Regions from separate parts of the Ovis aries genome. Here region 1 is linked to region 2. Evidence: chromatin contacts called from public Hi-C data. All regions are on one chromosome and are shown on one strand. Each heading gives the region's core, a stretch centred on a gene start, on an enhancer-like site or on the middle of the called end of the contact. The rest is flanking DNA. Distances are from core to core; before and after follow the strand shown. Region 1 overlaps UST (uronyl 2-sulfotransferase). Region 2 holds the start of UST (uronyl 2-sulfotransferase).

What was found. A called contact is a pair of places that touch in the nucleus more often than the background predicts.
Region 1: a Hi-C map of hypothalamus shows a contact between it and region 2, with 5 times the contacts expected there. The contact joins the enhancer-like site here to the promoter of UST in region 2. A contact is called at or near these places in 2 of 16 Hi-C or Micro-C datasets (hypothalamus and retroperitoneal adipose tissue).

The regions. Positions count from the first base shown.
Region 1 is chr8:73,345,266-73,351,599 of ARS-UI_Ramb_v3.0, reverse strand. The region is part of intron 5 of UST (uronyl 2-sulfotransferase); the gene reads right to left. Among named protein-coding and RNA genes, the nearest start is that of UST, 230 kb to the right of the region's middle. Within about 2 kb of position 3,514, at least 5 of the 54 cell types and tissues checked have an H3K27ac peak or open chromatin away from gene starts, as enhancers often do. A contact at or near this core is called in hypothalamus, where this site is marked.
Region 2 is chr8:73,115,680-73,121,106 of ARS-UI_Ramb_v3.0, reverse strand. UST (uronyl 2-sulfotransferase) reads right to left here and starts at 3,063. Exons shown (of 8, transcript XM_027972539.2): 1 at 2,406-3,063. The coding sequence starts at 2,661.

The sequences.
Region 1 (6,334 bases), core at 2,265-4,764, 230 kb before region 2:
TAAGACTTAGACTCTGTCCTCCACTGTCTCCTGGAATTTGCTGGGATCCCTGTCTGAATTCTAACAACCTTCACCCAAACCCTTGTCTCAGGCTCTGCTTTCAGGAGGATTCCAGGTTAAGTTGGTGGCTAATTGCATGTGGGTTGAGGGGTTTGGGGAGAGAAAGCAGGCAGGGACGACTCCTGAGTTTCTTGAACCCAGAGGGGTATCATTCACTAATAAGAGAATATAAGAGGAGATGGGTTTCTTTGCATGTGGTGGAGGCAGAAAGCAGGGGTGGATGTTCATCTTGCCACGGCTATTCCTATCACAGGGCCTGATGCCTTGTAGGTGTTCAGTATATATTTAAGTTGCACATGCAAGTGGAGAGGAGAGATAAACACTGATGCTCTGCCCACATCTGGATCTGTTATTTAGTGTATACTGAAAGTTGGGCTGGATGTCTGCCAGGTTGCTGTGAAGGGTGCTGAGATTAAAAGAGGAGATCATGTTATACCATCTACGAAAATTACATCTTAGTTAAACATGCAAGATATACACAAATGTGAAACAATTTGAAGGCTTTAGAAGCAATATATATTAGCAAGTAAAATGTACTACTTATATTAGCAAGTAAAAAATAAATATAATTCACACCAAGTAATAATTTCCCGGAGAAATAAAGATTAGCAGTAATCAGGGTTGACTGAGGCTAATCTTATGTTTTGTTTTGGCATTTTTTTTGGCCACGCCAGGTGGCTTGAGGGATCTCAGTTCCCCAACCAGGGTCTGAACCTGCATCACGGTAGTGAAAGTCCAGACATCCTAACCAGGAGGCCACCAGGGAACTCCCTATTATTTTTGTTTAGATCGCTTTTCTTAATCTCACAGGTTTCTACTCTTTAGTAGTGGGTCATATATGGAATGCCATAATCATAGTGAGATTTCATTGTCAACAAAGTTGCCACCACCTCTTATTGAACTTGATAATTTCTTTTATACATCTGCTGGTTTTCTTAACAAGTCTCATCCAAGAGGTTATTTTAAAAACCAGCAGTGAGTGTTTAAAACTCTACAGAGTGGTGAAGGGGCAGTGGTAACATTTAAAAGTCATACTGGTATAACCTTCCTCTTCAGTGCAAAAAAAAAAAAAAAAAGAGTATAGAAACATCTAGCTGAATGTTGATACAATTCCATTGTATTTTTTCCTTGTAATATGAAACACGGAGTTGGAGCCACTTTTTTAAAAGCTTTGTCTTGAAATCAAGCAGGATTTGGTTAAAATTCTTTCATTAATTCAGGAATATCTGCATGGATTTAGGGTCAGAGAAAAAGTGGTCTGTGCCTAGAGGTTGCATGACATTATAGCCAGTGGATCCCCCACCTGGCTCATTCATTCCTGGCTGTCATCCTAGATAATGGAAATGTCATGTGGGATAAAACAAACTTCCTATTATACTCCTGACAAACCAGACATACTGATGCCATTTCTACCTTGCCTGAGACACTGATTAGTCAATCATAAAAGGGAACTAAAGTGGATTGTTACGTGTGCTCTGCAAAACTTATTAAGCCAAGACTATCACAATTTCCAGGCTTGACTATTTATTCTATAACTTTTTCAGGCTTCTCAGTGTTTTAATATTATGAGGTGAGCTGACCTCTCAGTTGCATTTCAGGACATCGGGCATCTATAGTACCATTTCTACTGAAGATGGCCCAGAAGCTCCAAGGCACTTAGCATGCTTTTGTCTTCCCTTCCCTCAGCACCCATTGAGTTGTTTCTTTTTAAGACTATGCTGGTCCTGACTTTACACCGAGTCCCTCGCTTTGGGAGGAGTCTTCCGACACGGTGCCGTATAGTCTGCCATACCCTCTGTTTAGCTTCTATCCTCCTTGCAGTCACAAGTATTTCACCTTGTCCTTCAATTTCCAGCCATTAGAGGGCAAGGCTGCTGCAGCTAACAGATTTGAAGACTTGTTTTGAGAGAGCCTGAGTGAAGCAAGCGTTTCTCCAATTACGCACTATCTAATTCAATTTACATTTTTTAGAAAAACTGCCAGCTATTTCATGTTAATATTGACATTTTCATAAGTACTTGCAATTAGAATTCAAGCTGAGATTCCAATAAATCTCTTAGATGTTTTGCGCTTACTTTTCCTGTCTGTCTTCAGATTTTGCAAACTATTTTTAAGAACACACTTAGAGGTCATTCTGCCTTTGGGGAATTTATGCTGTGTATGTAAAACAGTTTGGTAGGAAAAAATATTACAATTTGGCAAAGCAAATTGAGGACAACTACAAAGGTGTGCCAGGTTCTGAAAAACAAGTATTAGGGTATGAAATTCAAAATTCTAACACTGATAAACTGTCATTAGTTTTTCACTTTATATAAACCTTCACCCCATAACTTCTTTGAGTAGCAAGCTCCCTGGCTGCATTTTAAAGAACAGTGTTTTAAAGAACATTTCTCGACTGCATTTAAAGTGTAGCCCTATTCACCCACATCCTTAAATTTAACATGTATATGTATTTGTACAAACTGGCCTGCATTTGAAGAGTGACACATATCTCTTTAGAAAAAATGGTAATGGATTCCAAATGACTCCACTGACCAAACAAAAAGATGTTCTCATGTTAAATAAAATATTTTGTTCATCAAAGTACTTATTCTCTGTTTTATTGCCTAAAACATGCTTCCTGAAGTGAGATCTTAAATGTATAGTATAATATACTCTTTGGTTTCTATATAATAAATGTTAATTAGTTCAGTTTAAAAGAAAGCCTGATTTAAGACCCATACAGAGTATACATAAATACAACATACCTAACACTATGCCATCAAACTCCTTTAGTGTCGTATATTTGCACATACCAATTAAAAGTCCAACAAATAAAAACATTCCTGAGGGGAAGGTAAATAGAGCTTTTTCTAAATATGTAACGGATACAGAAAGTAAGCTTCTAGAAAATATTCAGGAGGTGCATCTGTCAGTAAAACTAACTTCTGCTAATACAGCCAAGAATGGATGTGCAGTTATTTCTCAGTAATTATTTTTTAGCCTTAGCTACATGTGGCATCACTTCCAGGGTTTTTAAAAAATCCCAGAGCCCAGCCTGCACCCTTGACCGATTAAACCAGAATCTTTGGGAGTGGGACCCAGGCAACAGGAGTTTTAAAAGCCTCCCAGATGATTCCAGAGAGCGGTCAGGCTGAGAGCCACCACCTTCATAAATCTAAGCCACCCGTCCCAGCAAGGGTGCAGGCCTGAGCCCCCAGTGAGGGGGCAGCTGCAGCTGGTGGCTGACTCAGTGAGGGGCGGGGGTCTGGAGCAGATGAGCTCAGCTGACAGGTGGCCAGCGGGATGCACCTGGCTGTGCTCTGGTAGCTTGGGTTTGGTGCTCCTGATGGGAGCTTCCATTGAGCAAGCAGGTCAGGCAAACTTGATTTGGCAGCCTCCTCGGGGACATCTGGTGAATCGCTTCTCAGTCCCAAACCCTAAACTCGAAACCCGCTGCTCCAGCCAAGCTGGGCGGCTGACCACAGAGCAAGCCTCAGGCTCTCGGGCTTTGGCACAAACGCTCCGCTCCTGCAGTCCTCCTGACCCTCACCCCTGCCTGAATCTGAATCTGTCCCCAGATCTTAGCTCCCACCTTGTCTAGGAAGCTTCCCCCAGTGAGCCCAGCTCACTGATTTCTTTCCTCTCCTGAATTCTCAGGCTGGTGTCTGCAGCATTCTTTTCCTAATTAATCATGCCCCAGCCAATGACAGTTCCTCAAGTTTGGGTTTTCTGTTGCCAACCAGGCAGTCAGCAAATGGAAGGACAGTGAAGTGCTCCCCACGGTAAATGCTCCCCATCACCATCCCTGCCCCTACCCTAGAGCTGCTCCTTAGGCATGGTTCTCACTCTGTAAATACTTGCTCCTTGATTGTTTATCTCCCGCTTGATCACTGCAGCAACCTCAGATTAACTGGAGCCCTTCTGTACACTGTATATTGAAGTTAAGTCATTTTTTTCCCAAAATGTACATCTTGGGATCCCATGTAAACATGCTTCCCCACCCCCAAGGCCTGCTTTAAATCCTTTAGAGTCTCCCCAGTCCTCGTGAACAGGCCCTGGGAAGTTCTGTGGGGTCTAACCTCTGCCTGCCCACACTGCAGGATTCAGCTCTTCCCTTTGTCCCTCAGTTCACCCTGCTCTAGCCTCCCTGGTTCTTTCCCTTTGCTCACTTTGTTCCCTTTTGCCGCAGGACCTTTGCATGTGCTGTTCCCGATGTCCAGACTGTTCCTCCTTCTTCTCTTTCCCTTCACATCTTAGTTCAACCACCACTCCTCTGGCCTCTAGACTTGCCAACTATGCCCAGACAGTGGCCCGTTTCTCTGTGTTGTCAAATGTGAGCCAGTTACATTTCACATGAATTTGTGTGGTTTGGGAGTTAACACCTGCCTCCCTTGTAGGACTCTGAGCTCTATGAGGACAGACATGGGGTCTATTTTTGCTCAGCATTTCATTTCCAGTTCTGATTATTATTCTCGTCACACAGAAAGCACTAAATCATTAATAAATGAATGAATGATGAATGAGTGGATGGATGGATGGATGAGTCACTAGTAGAAGTAAAAATAAAACGTATAACTGGCCCCTTGGTTCTGCAGACCAGAGACAGAGAAGCCCTAGCTTTGCGTCACTACGGCAGCCCTAGCTTGGCGTCACTGCACAGTCACCAGTGACCGGGACAAGCCAAGTTTCAAAATGCCTGTCATGCTCACAACCCCTCCACAGTTCCCTCAGTCCCCACAGTCACAGTGACACTGTGGTGGGCAGAATAATAGACCCCAAAGATGTCCACACCTGAATCCCTGGGACCTGTGAATATGGCACCATATACATACAGCAAAAAATGGTTCTGCAGATGTGATTATGGTTACAATCCTTGAGATGGGGAGATGATTCTAGACTGTCTGGATGAGCCCAATGGATTCACAAAAATCCTTAAAAGTGGAGAACCCTTCTCAGCTGGGTTAGAGAACTGAGATAGGAAAAGAAGGGGGAGAAATGTGAACCAACATTTCTGATCTTCCAGTTCTGTAGGTCAGAAGTCTGAACACAGGTCCCACTGGGCTAACCTCAAGGTGTTGGCAAAGCTGATTCCTTTTCGGAGGCTTGAGAGGAAGACTTATTTCCTTGTTCATTTGGGTGGTTGAGAGAAGCCATGTCCTCTGGGTATAGACTGAGACCCCATTGTCTTGCTGCTGGTCAGATGTGTGCTATTCTCATTCTCTAAAGGCATCTTTGCTCTTCAAACTGTGGTCCTCTTCTTCCATCTTTCAAGAAACCGGTGGTGGGTTGAGTCTCAGGGATACTCCAGGTATTGCTAAACCAACAGAGCTCGTCTTTGGTTCTCTAAATACTTGCGATCCCTGCTTTCAACACACCTCTGGAGGAACGGATGTCAGAGACATCTCTCTCCGGAGTAGCACCTTCGTCCTCTGTGTGGCTCAGTGTGTCAGAGCCTGTGGCCCTGTACACCTCTCCTCCCCATCCTCCGGGGTGAGAACGCACCGCTTTGGGGACTTTACAAGCACTTGCCTACACCAGCTTAGATTTCCAAGTAAATAAACATGGGACAAATGGGTGCCAGCAGGCTGGGATCAAAACATGTCTCCAGCTGTTGGGAACACAGAGAAGCAGTATTCCTTAGAAACAGATTCCCAGGAGAAGGGGTCTAGTGGGGCCATCTGAGAGGTTCAGCAGAAGCGGACCTGATGGTTCAGGACACGGCCCAGGGTACCCTGAGCCACAGGAGAACAGCAGCAGCCGCTGGCTCCCCAAAAGAGATAAACATCCCCATTCGCCCTGATTTATAGGAAATGAGTGGTCTCCGGGAGCCACTGACAGAGCCAGGGGTATGAAAGCATTAATTCCAAAATGTGTTTTGGAAAGTTTTAGCTCTCAGGACACTTCTGTGTAGAATGTTCAGTTTATTTTCTTGAGAAGCCTGTGAAACAGACAAGGTAATATGGTCCCATTGTACAGAAGAGAAGAGTAAGGTTTGTGGAGGCTAAATCCATTGGCTTGTCACCCAGCTGGGGCAGCAGAGAACAGAAGCTAAGTAAACCATGTCCTGGGCCGCTTGCTCAGCCTGCAGTCATAGGCCAAATCCAAACTAGATGGAGACAAAGAGCATGACTTTCTTACCTTCGGAGCTTTGGAAAATACATATATTTACTGAACTACGTAAAAAGCAGATGATCCAAATCCCTTATTCGTTTTCTTCCTTTAAGAAGAATGATGCTTGAGGGATGAAGGGACAGCCTGAGGTTTCATTCCCAGGACAGCCTCAGCCAGTCAG
Region 2 (5,427 bases), core at 1,814-4,313:
CTTATGTTTAAGAAAAATACTTGCCTCCAAAATTGGCTACCTAGGAAAATTGAGAGGATGTGTTTACTAACCACAATTTTGTTTTCACAGACACTAAAATAGTAAAATGGAGGAAACAAGGGGAGCATAATTCTGCAGATACCTTGGCCTTATATTATTAAGGGTATATTTTAGACCCTCTTAAAGACCACAAGCCCACTTTTCCTGAAAATCATTATGTTTACATAACAAAACAACAGGGAACAAATTTGGCCAAGGGTTATCTTATTTTCAGTTCACAATGATGTCATTTTCAACCCATTACATCAGTCAGAAATTCAATGATGAGTTAGTAATAGGAGCAATATTCCATCCTTCAGTTCTTTCTGGTTCCCTGAGTGAAGAATGCTTGTGAATTCACCCTTTCACCAACCGAGCCCCCAAACTTATCAGGCTTCATTTCCTGGAGTACATAATGAAAGCATATAAAACTGTGGATACCACACATAATGACTGAATTTTCAAGCAGTTAATAGGGTAGATACTGCGGTTCCTTGATTTTAGCCTCACTACACGCCTTTGATCCTTCCTCCTCCCAAATTTCCCCACCCCAAGAAGGGTATCAGCATGATATTTTAAGAGCTGGGTGGATGTGTTACAGGCAGTCTGGTCCAGGCCGGAATTTTACCTGTAGAAAATGCCCTGCCCAAAGCCAAGTGCTCCGAAGGACATCACAGGTGTCTTCCTTCCCTCCCCACTGTACTCTCCCTACATCGGTGGCCCCTGTATTTTGCTTGAAAAGAACCCCTACAAAGAATTCCCTATCAGTTCATGGAGAAAGACCCCTAAGCTTCTCAATCACTTCCCTCCCTATGCCAGTTATTATAGCAGCCACTGTTGGTAATAATAGCAACCTGTGTGGTAGTAGCAGGAATCTGAGAGCCAATGGGGCTGTGAGACTTCCAAACACAGAACTCCCAGAGAAAAGAGTTGACTCTAGCAAAAGCACATTTTACCCCCAAACCCCCTAGGAAACCAGATGCTGAGGATTATTCTTTGGAAATCCACTTGGGCAAAATTTTCCTCTAATTTTCTCTAAAGCATCTTACAAAACCGTAATTCCTCCAAAGTTTCTACTGAAAGAGAAGTGTAACTTTTAAAATCTGAGCTTCTCTACACAGGAAAACAAAACATTGTTTTATCTGCACGTACATTTCAAAATGCTCTAACATCTGTCACTTTGCTGAAGTGGTTTTCTTCCTTCGAAAACCATCTACTATCTAGACCTGTGGCTTCTGCGACGAAGGGATTGTTGTGGGCGAGGTTGGGAGCCTCCAGCCGCCGGAGTCGTTTGGCTCGTGGTTCCAGCGCTCCGGGGGCTTCTGTTTGCGCGCTGGCTCGGGTCACGCAGATGCCGGAAGTTCCCCGGGGGCTTTAGTTTATCCGCTTGGACGTTTGCGATGACCTGGGCCAGCTCAGCCTCTCCTCTTCCACTCCCACCTCGCACCATTGAGACCTGCTCTGACCACGGACTTGTGAGAGGGGAGCATCCTCCCTTAGCCAGGCGCGCTCCGGGGACCTGGGGTACGCACGCTGGGCCCTGGCACCCCCTCTCCCCGTGCACTGACTACAGAGCCGCAGGTCACATCCTCTCTTTGGAGCCGCTCTTTTCCCAAGATCCTTCCCCTCACCTCTCCAAAAACATAGGCAGCCTTGCTCCTATTAAACCAGGCACAACCTCCCCCAAAAGTTCAGACTTGGGACACGCAGCGCTATGGATCGTTCAGTCGAAGCAGGTCGATCCCTGCTACGGACAGCTAGGTGTGCAGGGGGTGCCCCAAGCACAAACCAGCTCACGGACAGCGCGGGAGCCCGCAAACTGCCCCTGGGCCACCCAGGCCAGGGAACAGGAGGAGATCTTGCGAGACAGAATTCGCAAAACGGGCCCCGGGGAGGTACTAATCCCACCCCCGCGACGCGGAGCGCTGGAGGGGACGGGACTGTGGTCACTAACAATGCCATGGGCCGGCCGTCGCTGCCCCTCGCCTCTCCCCGCTCTGCCAGGCCCGAATACACACACACACACTCGTACACACTCACTAACTCACACGCCAGCACTCCACCCGAGACGGGGTGGCCGAGGCAGGAGGGAAGGTATGCGGCGCCCCGCCCTGGGGTACCTGCCGGGCAAATCAACCCCGCGGCGCCCCACCCCCACCCCGCCTCTGCGCAGACAGACAGACGGACGCGCGAGAGGCAGCAGGCGCTCAGGGCCGCCGCACGGATGCTCGCGGGCGTCCCACCTGGGGAGCCTCGACGAGGCGGCGGCGAGGGCAGCACCAGAGTATCCGGCGCGCTCGGCTCCCCCCTCCACCCCCGCCCCGGCACAACTTCGCGCCGCCCTCGCTCCCGCCTTCCTTCCTTACCCAAATACTGCCGCAGGTCGAGCAGGAAGCGCGGGGGTCCCCCGCCGAGCTGATAGAAGAGGGAGCCCAGGCAGAAGACCAGCAGGGTGGCCATGCAGAAACCGTAGTCCCGGAGGGAGAAGCGCAAGAAGGGCAGCAGGGAGACCCGGCGCTTCCAGCTGCCCAGGCCGGGAGGGGCGCCCCCCAGAGGGGCCCCATGGGGCCAGGGATCCGCGCCGCCGCCGGGATGCTGCTGCTGCTGCTGCTGCTGCTTCATCGCCGGCTCCGCCGCCGCGCACAGCCTGCCCGTGCCAGGAAGAGGTCACCCATCCGCCTGCCCATCCGAGGAGGAGAGCCCTGCCGGCCGGCTGCACATGGGCAGGGCCGCGCCGAGGGCAGCCCGGGTTGGGGGCGGGGAGGGGGCCGAAGTTGCCGGGCTCAGGAGACTTTCCTCGGCATGGTCCCCGCCGCCGCGGCCCGAGCGGCCGAGGTGCCCGTCCCCGGCTCGGCGGCGCTGCCCGCGCCCGGCCCGCTAGCGCCCCCGCGTCCCGCGCCCCGCAGCGCCTCGGGCTCGCTCGCGGCCGCCGGGGCTCGCCTCCAGCGCCAGCGTGGACCCCCCCGCCCCCGGCTTTGTGGCTGTCGGTCTCGGCGTGTTTTGTCCCGGCTCAGGCTCCTCTACAAAAACTGTAGGGAGGAACAGGAGGCGGACACCATCTCCACGCTCCACCTCCTTGACAGGGGTTTTCCTCCTTCTCCTCCCCTTTCTCCCTCCGGCTCTCCGCTGCGCTCTCTCCTCCCTCTTTCCCTCCCTCCCTCTGCTCGGGTCTCCGGGTTTCTCTCGGGTGTCACGTTACTGCCTCTCCCTGGAGGGGGGGGCGGCGATTATTCGCAACAAGGAAGAAAGTTTCTGGGTGTGTGTGTGTGTGTTTTTCCCCCTTCCTCCTTTCTCTCCAATCTGGCCTCGGTTCCTGCGCCACCAGCGACCTCTTGGGGGCCCCCGCTGACTTCCCTCTCCCACACAGTCACTGGCAGGAAGAGGCACGACTTCTTTTAGTACGATATGTTTGTGTGTGTGTGTGTGTGTGTGTGTGTGTGTGTGTGTGTGTGTGTGTGTGGCTTTTTGGTCCTCGTCTTTTTTCTTATTTAAGAAACTTGTCTCTCCCTCTGTATCCCAAGCCTCTGCTGAGATGGTAAAATAACAAGCGGTGGATATTATAATTAAACACGCCCATAGGGCCAGGTTCGTCGCCCCAGCTCCAGGAAGGGAAACAGAAGCAGTCTTGCCTTCACGCGGCAGCTGCTCCTCTACGACGGAGGGACCAGACGGGCAAGGCGGGTGGGGAGTGTTCCAGAGCGGACTCGAGTGGTTCCTCTGGCAGATGTTCAGGGAAAGAGCCCTGACCTATTTCATCGCTGCCTCCCAGGTCTTCCCATGGGCTTCCCTGGTGGCTCAGACAGTAAGAAAAAAATCTGCCTGCAATGCAGGAAGCCCGAGATCGATCCCTGGGTCAGGAAGATCCCCTGGAGCAGGTCATGGCAACCCACTCCAGTATTCTTGCTTGGAGAATCCCAAGGACAGAGGAGCCTGGCGCGCCACAGTCCATGGGGGTCACAAAGAATCGGACACGACTGAGCGACTCAGTTTCCCATGTCTTCCAACGGAGGTTTCAGGACATGAAAGAGCACCTTCCCTGCTCAAAAGCTGCATCAAATATACATCCGCTGGGGATGGGGGATGGGGGATGGGGAGCGCAGGGGTGTGATGCTCGGAAAGTTCTGCTTTCATCAGCCACCCATTAGGTAAGAATGATTGACTGCTAGATGTAGAAGCCGTGCCACCTGAGGCTTCAGTGATTGGCCCTAGGTCATGCAGCTACCAGGAGTCAGACTGGGAGAGGCATTCAAATCTGTCTGACACTCAAGCCCAGGGTAATAACCACTGCGAGGTACTATCTCCAAGCCAAGGTGCTTTTTCCTAATAATTTGCCCAGTGATTGGAGGATAGGAGATAACACATTTAGCCCAGGTCACCTTGGGTAATGGAAAGGAAAACTTCCGGTTTCTTGTGCCTCTCCTCTCTGGTTCCCTACTCTTTCTGTACCTTTCGGTGACTGACGACCGGATTAAAGAAAGAATGGGGGGGCGGGCAGGGACCTCTATGATTCTTAGGCTGTTTTCTTGAAAACCTTTATAAGTTGGATATCTGAGGAAGTTTCTATGGAAAATCAAGGAATAGGATCCTGAGGTCAAGAGTTTACCATTTAAGAATAATATGGTATAACCATCCTGCAGACATGAGTATCTTTGTTCCCCATTTGAATGGTGAAGAATACAGATGGATCATAAACAGGAGACAATGGTGGATGAGGAGAGTAGTTTCACACACATATTCTACTTCCCAGTTTCTCATGGATAGGAAGAAAAGGGAAGTCTCTGTGTTCTGTCACAGAAAATCAAAAAAGAGTGTTAATGGTTTGTTTCACATTTATTCCACGAATCAGAGATTTATTGGGATTAATATGCACATTCTAGAAATGTGAATGCCCCTGAGCCAATTAAGCCAATCAGTCATTGCCCATTAATGTGAGTTACTTTAATCAGCACACTGAATAGCCCAGAATAGGTTCCCAGTTAATAATTGTTCAGTTAATGATGGGGCTTCCCTGGTGGCTCAGACAGTAAAGAATCTGCCTGCAGTGGGGAAGACCTGGGTTTGATCCTTGACCCACCAGCCTAAGTCCATACCCTTCCCTCTGTTTTACTGTGCCCCTCTCTGCTTCTAGCAAGGCCAGCCTGCCACTGCCCTAGACTCTTGAATCCACCCAATCCCAACCCCACACCCAAGCATGCTGTTTCCCCAGGCGTCTGCATCTCTGCAAACTATTTGTTGCTGTTCAGTCGCTCAGTTATATCCGACTCTTTACGACCCCTTGGAACTGCAGCACTCCAGGCTTCCCTGTCCTTCACTACTACCAGAGTTTGCTCAAACTCATATCCATTGAGTCTGTGATGCCATCCAACCATCTCATCCTCTGTCACCCTC